Linked DNA regions of Mus musculus: region 2 is linked to region 1. A link is a contact called in public HiCAR-type data. All regions are on one chromosome and are shown on one strand. Each heading gives the region's core, a stretch centred on a gene start, on an enhancer-like site or on the middle of the called end of the contact. The rest is flanking DNA. Distances are from core to core; before and after follow the strand shown.

Evidence for each region. HiCAR-type assays count read pairs that join an accessible place to other places.
Region 2: a contact with region 1 is called in a HiCAR-type map of kidney, with 2.2 times the contacts expected there. The contact joins two enhancer-like sites. A contact is called at or near these places in 2 of 39 promoter capture datasets (the 3T3-L1 cell line and liver), 2 of 15 datasets of contacts at CTCF or cohesin (the NIH/3T3 cell line and large pre-B cells), 12 of 484 Hi-C or Micro-C datasets (B cells, Sertoli cells, bone marrow-derived dendritic cells and 6 more), 8 of 115 datasets of contacts at active chromatin or transcription factors (embryonic stem cells, fetal liver, fibro-adipogenic progenitors and 2 more) and 4 of 9 other capture datasets (adipose tissue, embryonic stem cells, liver and 1 more).

The regions. Positions count from the first base shown.
Region 1 is chr10:69,159,017-69,164,220 of GRCm38.p6, forward strand. It overlaps a transcript of Rhobtb1 not described here. Among named protein-coding and RNA genes, the nearest start is that of Gm33263, 10 kb to the left of the region's middle. Within about 2 kb of position 2,030, at least 15 of the 459 cell types and tissues checked have an H3K27ac peak or open chromatin away from gene starts, as enhancers often do. A contact at or near this core is called in kidney, liver and pancreatic islet, where this site is marked.
Region 2 is chr10:69,303,775-69,308,978 of GRCm38.p6, forward strand. No RefSeq gene overlaps it. Among named protein-coding and RNA genes, the nearest start is that of Gm40685, 5.7 kb to the right of the region's middle. Within about 2 kb of position 3,062, at least 45 of the 459 cell types and tissues checked have an H3K27ac peak or open chromatin away from gene starts, as enhancers often do. A contact at or near this core is called in kidney, liver and pancreatic islet, where this site is marked.

The sequences.
Region 1 (5,204 bases), core at 780-3,279:
CAACACACTATCTCTACACTACATAGCCCAAGGTTCCTGCCCAGGGAATGGTTCCCTTCACGATAATTACACGGTTTTCCCACATCAATTAAAGTAATCAAGATAATCTCCCACAGGGATACCTACAAGCCGGTCCCCAGCTCATTTTAGGTTCTGTCAAGTTGACAATTAACACTAGCCACCACACAACCCAAATGGAAAGATAAAGAAAAAAAGGTGGAAAGAAATGGCACCCTAAAATGAAGACAAGTGTTAAAGGTAGATCTGCTCAGGTTGATCCTAAAGGACAGGCATCGACTGTTACCATCTTAACACAGGATTATACTGAAGGTCTGAAAAGGAAAGTTTAATATCCTGAAAAACTCACATATTATAAAATAAAATAAGTTTTATTAAATTAACTCTCCTTCGTTTAAGCAATAACCTATATAAAACTTAATAGCGATGGTTTCCTAAAAAGATACAAGTTTCTCTCTTGCTGGAATCACCCTAAGGAAGCATTTTCTCTCACTTAGAGAAAGCACTTGTGTTACCATTTGTATAAATTTTTAATACTGAATAAAATATTAGTGTTTAGCTTAATATTGATTCTAAGCATAATATCCCTCCGTAATGGCACACTAATTGGTTAAAATTAAATCAGACAGATTCAAGAACCCTGAGACTGTACCAAGTTACACTTGTAATTTTTTTTCATTAGTTTCCAAAATTCCAATTAAAATGGAATTAATCTGTTGAATAAAAGATCATGGGACCCGTACAAGCTCTGTGTGATGTGTCATGTAAGGCCACTTCTTGCCACTCCTCCATCTTCACTGTGGAATACAGGAGGGGAGTGGGGGAGGGGGAGGGGAAAGGAGCAATGAAATTAATATGTGAATTTCATGCAAAGAGTAAGAGTCCTTGAAGTGGAGGAAGTCCAAATACATTGAGCAATCCATACGCATCGGGGTGGTATACCCACAGGGAGGTGTATGCATACATGGAGGTAGTCTCCTGAATTATGGTAGCCTGATGCATTGGGGTTGTCTACATGCATTGAGGCAGGATACATACTTTGAGGTGGGCAACATGCATAAATGCTATATGTGTGCATTAAGGTGATCTACTATGTGCAAGCAACCCTCGTGCACTGCCGTGGTCTTCTGCATTGAAATCATCTGCATGCCTTAAGATGGTCTACAGCCATTGAGCCTGTTAGCTTACCATCATGGTAGCTTAGACATCTTCCTTTGACTTCACAGAGCCAATGATCCCTTCAATAATGTTAGGTCAATAGCACTACCTCCTAAAGGCCTGTAGAAGCCAAACAGTTCTCAGTGAGTGGGTTGTCTTTGCCCCCACAGCAATACTTTATAAGGACAAGAATCTTGGCTGTGGCCATTAGCGGATATACAGCAGGTGGCTAGTGAGTGCAAGTTTCGGATACTGCTGACTATCCTTAGATGCTGTCTAAGCTAGAGTTTTACTTCTGTGAGCAGACACCATGACCAAGGCAACTCTTATAAGGACATTTAATTGGGGCTGGCTTACAGGTTCAGAGTTTCAGTCCATTCTCATCAAGGTGGGAACATGGCAGCATCCAGGCAGGCATGGTGCAGGAGGAGCTGAGAGTTCTACATCCTCATCTGAAGGCCACTAGGAGAAGAGTGGCTTCCAGGCAGCTTGGACGAGGGTCTGAAAGCCCACACCCACAGTAGCACACCTACTCAAACAAGGTCACATGTTCTAATAGTACCACTCCCTGGGCCAACCATATACAAACCATCACAGACACGCAGGACAGGCCCCCACAACAAAGCCTCTTCAGCTCTAGAGGTCAAGGTAACAAGGCTGAGAAAGGCTTAGTGAAAGACATGCATGGAATAAGCTTGGTACCTGGCACAATCCCTCATAAAAATACCAGGACAGGCCAATGCTCTTGTTCCTGTGATGGAGTTAAGAAGGAAGAGACTCATACACAGGTGTTACCCTGAACACTGCAAACACGGTAGCCAGCCCTCTCAGGGACATTGTGCTGACTAGCCAAGCACCTGATTTGGGTGACCTGTTTTTAGGTGCTGACCTACTTAATGCCTAACCACTCTAGGTCTAAGGATAGATGGTATCAAAGTTCAGCATCTGTCATGTGACGTCTGTGTTCTCAGAAGTGAGGAAGGAACAAGAAAAGACAGAGCAATCCTTTGTGGTGCATTTTAACTCCTGCTACTATGAGGAGCCTTCTGGTTGCCTTGCCTTTGCTTTGGAAAACAGAGTTGGGTCTGGACAAATGAAGTTCTGTAGAGTTGCTTTATGCCTGGTGTAAGGGCTCATTACATTAGCTACATGAGACATGACTGTGACAATCTCAAAACAAGTTGAATAAAGCACACACACAAACACACACATTTGACTTGATGTTAAGTTATCTTAAGTAGAGAAGATTCTTTTTTAACAAGAATTCAGGGTTGGCCGGGCAGTGGTGGCGCACGCCTTTAATCCCAGCACTTGGGAGGCAGAGGCAGGTGGATTTCTGAGTTAGAGGCCAGCCTGGTCTACAAAGTGAATTCACGGACAGCCAGGGCTATACAGAGAAACCCTGCCTCAGGGGGGAAAAAAAAAAGAAGAAGAAGAATTCAGGGTCAAAAGACCTGAGCTTGCAGTTCAAGGTTGGGACCAACATGCTCCAGGACTTTGAATAATTTATGTAACTTTTCCGAGCTGTTTTCTTGCCCGTTTAATGAGTACATCACCACCTCACAGGAGTGTTGGGAGAACTAAATGAGACATAAAGCATTTGGCAGATGTTAAGCAGTTAATAAAAGATAATGGTCTTTGGTTCCATCTCTTTTTTTTTTTTTCTTTGACTCAAAAGCAATCCTGGGTATCTTGCATTAATATGGTGGCTGTGACGACCTTCAGTTGTCCTTGTAGAGCACTTCTGTGGTGCCTAGAGACATTTGTTTATGCAGATATAAGCTCAAGCAGCATCCCTCCCACTCGCGATTAGTCCCAGCACTGGAGAGACCGAGACAGTCTGGTCTCTGTGAGTTCAAGACCAGCAGGGTCTACATAACGAATTCAGGATAGCCAGAGCTATAGAGTGAGACCCTGTCTTGAAAACAAACCAAAACATTTGACTCATTTCACTTAAGATGACCTGGAAATGAAATGCCAGTCACGCCGGCACACACCCAGATGCCACCACTCAAGAGACTGAGGAAGAAGTTTGAAACCAGTCTTGGGAACTTAGGGAGACATTGCCTGTCTCTAATTTTTTTTTTTATTTAAGGGAGGAGGTAAGAGAAGAGGAGTAAGAAAACATACTAAATATCTAATTTCCCAGCGAGAATTTTTATAAGAAAAAAAAAGGTGAATTTCCAAAATTAAAGAAAAATGATGTGCCTCTCTTTATGGCATATCTAATATAGCTAATAATCCCTTTCTTAATTAGCCATGTAATTATAACTCAACAGAAAATTTCCCTGATGAATGTAGTAACCTACTTCGGAGAGGGAAGCGGCACCCAGTAGCCACTCCTACCTAGAACTTTGACTCTTTCTCAGCCCCCATTTATTCTCAACCTGGACACCCTCAGGAGAGAGAAGGTGCAATCTAATGGTTCCAAGGACTGGGTGCAGGCGGGCTAAATTCATCTGTCTCGGGTGTGTTCAGTTTCCTGTTTCCTTTATTCCTTGAAGAATATCCACTCCTTTTCTGTTCCTGCCGCCAGTGTGCTTTAAGTGTGAAACTAAAAACAAGTCTAAGGCAAATTCTGTCTCTTTGCCCAGGAGCAAGGCTCCTTCATTGTCCCTCCTTTCCAGCTTGCCAAAAATACAAAGGCGTTTATTTCCACCACATCCTACACAAGATTAGGGAAAGGATGTGTGTGTGTGTAGTGTGTGTGCATGTGTGGCGTGTATGGGGTGTGTGTGTGATATGTGGTGTGTGGTGTGTGTGTGTGTGTGTGTGTGTGTGTGTGTGTGTGTGTGTGTAGTGTGTGTGTGTAGTGTGTATGCATGTGTGGCGTGTATGGTGTGTGTGTGTGTGTGTGTGTGTGTGATATGTGATGTGTGTGTGTGTGTGTGTGTGTGTAGTGTGTGTGTGTGTGTAGTGTGTGTGTACTTGAAATTCCCAAGCATGAATGGTGTTTTTATTTCTATTTCTTTGGTTAGCTTTTGTTTGGTATTTTGTTTTTCTTTTGAGGCAGTCTTTTGTAGCCTAGGCTGGCCTCAAACTCATTTTGCAGTTAGAATTGCCTTGAACTTGTCATTTTCCTGCCTCCACGTCCCTAGTGTACCACCACGCCCAGTTTTATGCAGTGGTGATGACTGAGCCCAAGGCTTCCAGAATGTTACCCAAGCGTTCTCCCTACACGCCCACCTCTCCAGCCAAAGAGCACATTTTGTTTGGTTGGTTGGTTTGCTTTGCTTTGCTTTTGCTTTTACATCACATGTTTTATCCTTAGTTAAAAATGCACTCAAACATGACAGTTGGCACTGTAGCAAGGCATTGATACTGAATTCTCATGGTGTGGCAAGTTCTACACACTCTTGTACCATTACAATATTTGGATGTGTTTGCACCGCATTGCAAACTCTTATCTGTCATCCAGTTCTGGATCAGATCCATTCAATGTGGGCAGACATAATTATGCGGTTTAATTCATTTAAACGGACATATTTGCCCCCTCCCCCCATCTTTCTCACGGCAATAGTGGCTGTTCACCATCTTGCTATTACTCCAGATCTTCCAACAGTTCTCTGCATCATGCAGAGTCAAAGGCTCTGGCCTCCTAGACCACATTTCCCTCTCTCTCTCTCCTCCCCAATTTTAGTCTGTCCCAGACCCTCTGCGTCTTTTAAGTTCAGCCTGCCTCAGGGCCTTTGCACGTTCACTTACTGTTCTCCAGTATGACTTGATCGCATATAGCTGTCCTCAGCTTCTAGTCTCTGTTCAAACGTTGTTACACATACCGCCACCCCCTGCTTTTTTTCCTTCCCAGTTTACTCCTCTACATGACTTATGTCTCCCTCAGATAAATTTCACATTTAACTCCCTTTTCCTTTTTGGCACATGAACTACGAGAGGGTAGGGATTGCTGTTGGTTTTACCTACTGGTATCCCAAGTGCTGCACTCATGGACAAATATTAGTTATGTTGGCTTATATCTTTATTAACTTTTTTTCTCTCTACCTTGAACGCTTTATTTTGCCTTCCTTTCA
Region 2 (5,204 bases), core at 1,812-4,311, 150 kb after region 1:
GAGTTTGTGGGTAGAGGAAGCAGTGGACAGAGAGCCAGTATAAAGACTGCGAGGAGGAAGGGTCTTTATTTGCACTGGGTGACCTTGTGGGTCATAGACCTCCCTTTTTTTTTGTTAGCCCCTTGACCTGATGATCTCACAAAGGTCCAAGCATCATTCACAGGGAAGCTCCATCTGAAGGAAGCAGACATTAAGTTCACACAACAGCTCTCTTCACGATGCTGTCCTAGAGTAGACCATGGTAGAGCCCTCTCTCACCCTGCTCCTTGCCTCCTCCTAGAGTATCAGTTGACCTGGGGATTCTCAGCCCCTCCTCTGCCTGGAGGAAGCACAAGGAGAGCCAGATGCACTGTCTAGGTCAAAGTTACAAGAAGGGCTGTAGAGATGACTTGGCCGTTAGGAGCACTGACTGCTGTTCTGAAGGTCTCAGTTCAAATCCCAGCAACCACATGGTGACTCATAACCATCCATAACGAGATCTGACGCCCTCTTCTGGTGTGCCTGAAGACAGGTACAGTGTACTTACATATAATAAGTAAATAAATCCTTAAAGAAAACAAGCAACATTCAGGCAGCCAACCGTTTGGTGGAGCAGGCAAAGTATGAGCCAGGGTGGCAAGTAGGGGATTGGAAGGGTAAGATGTGTGTGTGTGGGGGGGGGGGGGTAGCAAGCTGACTCTTAGCCATTCCCCTAGCACAAAGCATCCTTTGTTCCTCTCTTTCCAAGAGTCCAGAACTGTCCTGACAGCCCTCCTACCTGGAATACCTTCATACTAGCACTGTGGGTAATTACCCAAGAACACTGGGTGATTTTGATCGTCAAATTGATTGGCTCAAGCAACAGAACCACCTGGGGGTTAATGAAGCACACTTCTGGGGGTGTCCGAGAGGGGTCCTGAGGGCTCTGGACTAGAGAATGGATTGATCCCGGATGTTTGGAGGTAATGTTGAGATGTGTGAAAAGAACTGAGGGTCAGGCAGAAGTAAGTCACTAGGGGCATGGCCTTGGGGCCTGCACACATTCTCCTTGCTTGCTATCCATCACCTCAGGCTCCTACCATCAGGATGCTCTACAGAGCCCAAGAGATCAAGCTACCATGGGCTTGACCCCGGAACCCATGAAAAAAGCAAGTCCTTTGTCCCTTGACTTGAGTCCCGTACTGAATCACAATGAGTAAAATAACAGGCAAGGCCCATGCATTAGTAAGTGTAGTGGTTTGACTAGGCTTGGCCCAAGGAGGGGCACTGTTTGGAGGTGTGGCCTTGTTGGAGTGGGTGTAGCCTGATGAAATGGGCGTGGCCTGTTGGTGGAAGTGTATCTCTGTGGGCATGGGCTTTAAGACCCTCATCCTAGCTGCCTGAAAGCCAGTATTCTCCTAGCAACCTGCAGATGAAGATGTAGAATAGAACTCTCAGCTCCTCCTGTACCATGCCTGCCTGGATGATAATAAACTGAACCTCTGAACCTGTAAGCCAGCCCCAAGTAAATGTTGTTTTTATAAGCATTACCTCGGTCATAGTGTCTGGTCACAGCTGTAAAATCCTAACTAAGACAGAAAGTGGCTGAGTTAGGATTAGAAATCAAGTCTGTCTAAAAACTAAAACTCACTCTCAAGCTTTGTGTTAGAGAGAGCAGACCCAGGGAGACTCTCTAACTCAAAGGATTAGTATCAAGGTGGGGCCCTGAACTAACTTAGGGACTTGTCCCCACCACCACCACCACGTGCCCCCTGCATTGACTTCCAAGGATCCCAAGATCCATATAAAATATAGACTTCCCCTCCCCCACCCCCAGGCTAGACAGAGCCAGCTCAGGGCTTCTGAGTTCAAGGCTAGTTTCTTTGGCTTGTGTCACACAATTTCAGGTATTTCTGAGTGCAATCTACCCTGGTGCCCTTCTCCTTACTGATAAGCACTCCTCTTGTCAACTGGAATCCTTTGCCTACATGCCTTCCCTCTCACCTCCAAAGCCTCTTATCGCTGTACGCAGAGGCTCTGCGTTAGGTTTCAGGGTCCTTTTAACAGAGGGTGCATCGAATTACCACCCTGACGGCTGGCTAAAGTTTAACCCGGGATGGGATTCTGGAGTCATCCAAAGTTCACTGCATCTGCAGTTACCAGGAGATGAGCCTTAAGTCAGGCCCACATGGGCTTGGCAGATTTGGAGAGTTCCCACACGCCAGTTGGTGTTGGATATTTCTTTACTCACCCATTTTGAAGGCTGTTTGAAAGAGGTTAACTACAGAAAACCTCCTGCCTTGCCCTCCAGTGTCTGGGTTGTAAATGCAAAAATTAGAATAGCGGAAGGGACCTTCATCCTGGAACCCGCCACTCACTTGGGTTATCAATTTGAGCCTGTAGGACACAGAACAGGCTGGGGGCTCAGAGATCAGGATCAGAGGCAGAGAGATCAAAGCCGTCCATCACGGTGACCGAGGGTGGGAGAAAGTTACTCAGGCTCCTCCTCCCGGATACAATCCTGAGCCTGTAAATCTGGTTGCTCACAGCTTTTCGGCCTGGGACACAGAAACAAATAGGGAAACGTAGACAAGATGTGTGCTCATGATATCCGAATAAGCAGTTTAAGCCGAAGGTCCGATCGTGCTATTATACCCTCCAGCCACGAGGCGGCGCCACAGAGCCCGCAGGCACCAGTAGTAAAAAGAAAATGTGAGCTAAGTGGGGCCTGGCTTCTCTGTTTTGGGTGCAGTTTGGTACACCGAGTTCAGAAAGAGGCCTCACAGCAATGCAGCATGGAGCCCAGCTTCAGAGACCTGTATCTTCCCTGGATAAAATGTAGTAGAGTTCGTTTGATACCACCTCTTACAGAGCATCTCTCCTGGGCTGAGTCAGTTTCCTTCACCCAAAGACACTTGGATTTGGCTTTGTATAACGGTCCCAGGCTCCAGGCACAATGAGCAAGAGAGAAGCTGGTCTCATTTCCACCCAAAACCACGCTGTGTGAATTATGAGGTCATCAAAGCATGTAGCATAGAGTGAGATAACCCAGGCTCCCAGTTGAGATGGATAAGCAGCTCGACTAGGTCTGTGGGATGTTAGTCAGGGGCGTTCGAACCCTGCCTTACTAGGGGCAGAAAGAAGGTCCAGTCACGGCCCCAGGCATCACACTATCCCTGTCCCTAGGGACTACTGGGAAGTAAGCTATGAAAGCCAGACCGTGATGACTTTGAGTCTTCCAAAAAATGGTCACTAAAGGTCACAGCCTCTGTCCTCGTTTCTGATCGTTTCTGAGGAAGCAAGATGTCACTCCCTCTAAACCTTTCAAAATTAGAGTCACCCAAGGAATGTTGAAAACTACAGATTCCCCAAGTCAGAATCATTGACGAGAAGGGGCGGCCCAGGAGTCTGTGGTATTTTCTTTTTAAGAAAAACTGTTTACACAAGTAATCTACCTGCAGGAAAGTCCCTCCTTAAGTAATCCTGAAGGTCCTTCTCCCTGCAAGCCCCTTGGCTAGCTGAGATCACTGTCCCCTGAGAAGCCACACTCAAGGACTCCCTTGGTGTCTGTGGAGTCCTTGTCGCCCCCTGCTGGTATGAGAGCAGATCTGCCAGAGTCGCCTTGCCTTCTTGGGAATCACAAGAGGGAAAGCTTTTTCCAGGGTTGTCTGCACTCTCTGATGTTCATTCCAGTGTTCTCGGTGCACTGCAGCTTTGATGCCACTGGCTTGCATGCCTGAGCGCTTCTGTTTATTTACTGAGGAGTCTGCCCTGGTTTGGGCATCACACGGGGCTAGGGAGTGCGGGATACTGGGTCCCCCTGCTATGTTTCCTTGGAAAGCAAGACATTCCATAACCGAGCAGTGGTAGCACACACCTTTATTCCCAGCATTTGGAAGGCAGAGGCAGGTGGATTTCTGAGTTTGAGGCCAGCCTGGTCTACAGAGTGAGTTCCAGGACAGCCAGGGCTACACAGAGAAACCCTGTCTGGGAAAAAAACAAAAACAAAAGAAACAACAACAACAAAAAGATGTTCCAAGATGAGTTTCGAGAGGAACCCATAGCAAATGGAGACACTCTTCCACACATTCCCAGAAGACCATCAGCTCCCAACACTGGGGAGTAACACTCCACAGACTATTGGTCAAGTCTGCTCTGGTCAGCTCCCAACTCTGGAAATACTCACTGTGGGTCAGAAATGGAATCTGTTTAGGCCTTGAAGCCTCTGCAATGAGTGCCTCTCCCCAGGGACTTTATTTACTCAAAAACATGTGGGGTGTCCTGGAAAGGAGGTGGGTTTTGCAATAAAATACACAAGTCCAATCCCCAGTCCAAGGCAACATTTAAAAGTTACTTAAAATATTGAAATTTTTGTGTGTGTAACTTTTTCTAGTTTCTCAATTGCATAGTTCTTCTTTTTTTAAATTTTTTTATTATATGTAAGTACACGGAAGCTGTCTTCAGACACACCAGAAGAAGGCATCAGATCTCATTACAGATGGTTGTGAGCCACCATGTGGTTGCTGGGATTGGAACTCAGGACCTTCGGAAGAGCAATCAGTGCTCTTAACCACTGAGCCATCTCTCCAGCCCCCAACTCCATAGTTCTTGAGTGTGAACTTTGTAACCAAAAGTGTCCTGGTGTGGAAGCAAAAGGTTGGCTATGCCTGTGTGTCTACTGAGCCTGAGAAAGAGCATCTAGTGACCTTCCAGCTGGCCAGATGGAGTGAAAACTTACATGATAGGGTGCCTGTCACCATCATGAATACCAGAGGGTGTTTTTGATTCAGATAAGGCAAGAGAAGTGTATGTAGTGCCCTCTCTGGTGGAGGATAGAGTTAATATTTATGGTATACTCGGAACTCACCACCCAAGCATTCATTTCAATGATCTGCTTGGCACCCGTGAAGGGTAGTGCTTCTCACATGCCCACATTTGGAACCTACTAAAACCTACATTTTGGAAGGCCGGGATGGAGAGGAAGACAACTTCCAGGACCGGATAGTGAAGATACTGCAGGTTGATCATCCTGACTTTAAATATCAAAGAGTATGGGACTAGAAAACCAACCTTCTTCTGAGCAAGGGTCAGGGAATAAATACGCAGAGGATCCAGTGTTGAGCCTGACTCCAGCTACAGATCTGGTCCTGCAAGCCTTGCTACTTCTGACAAGGCATCCCTCAGCCTAGCCAGAAGGGTTGGTTAGGAGCCATTTCTACACTGACAGTCTATACACATCTTAAGCA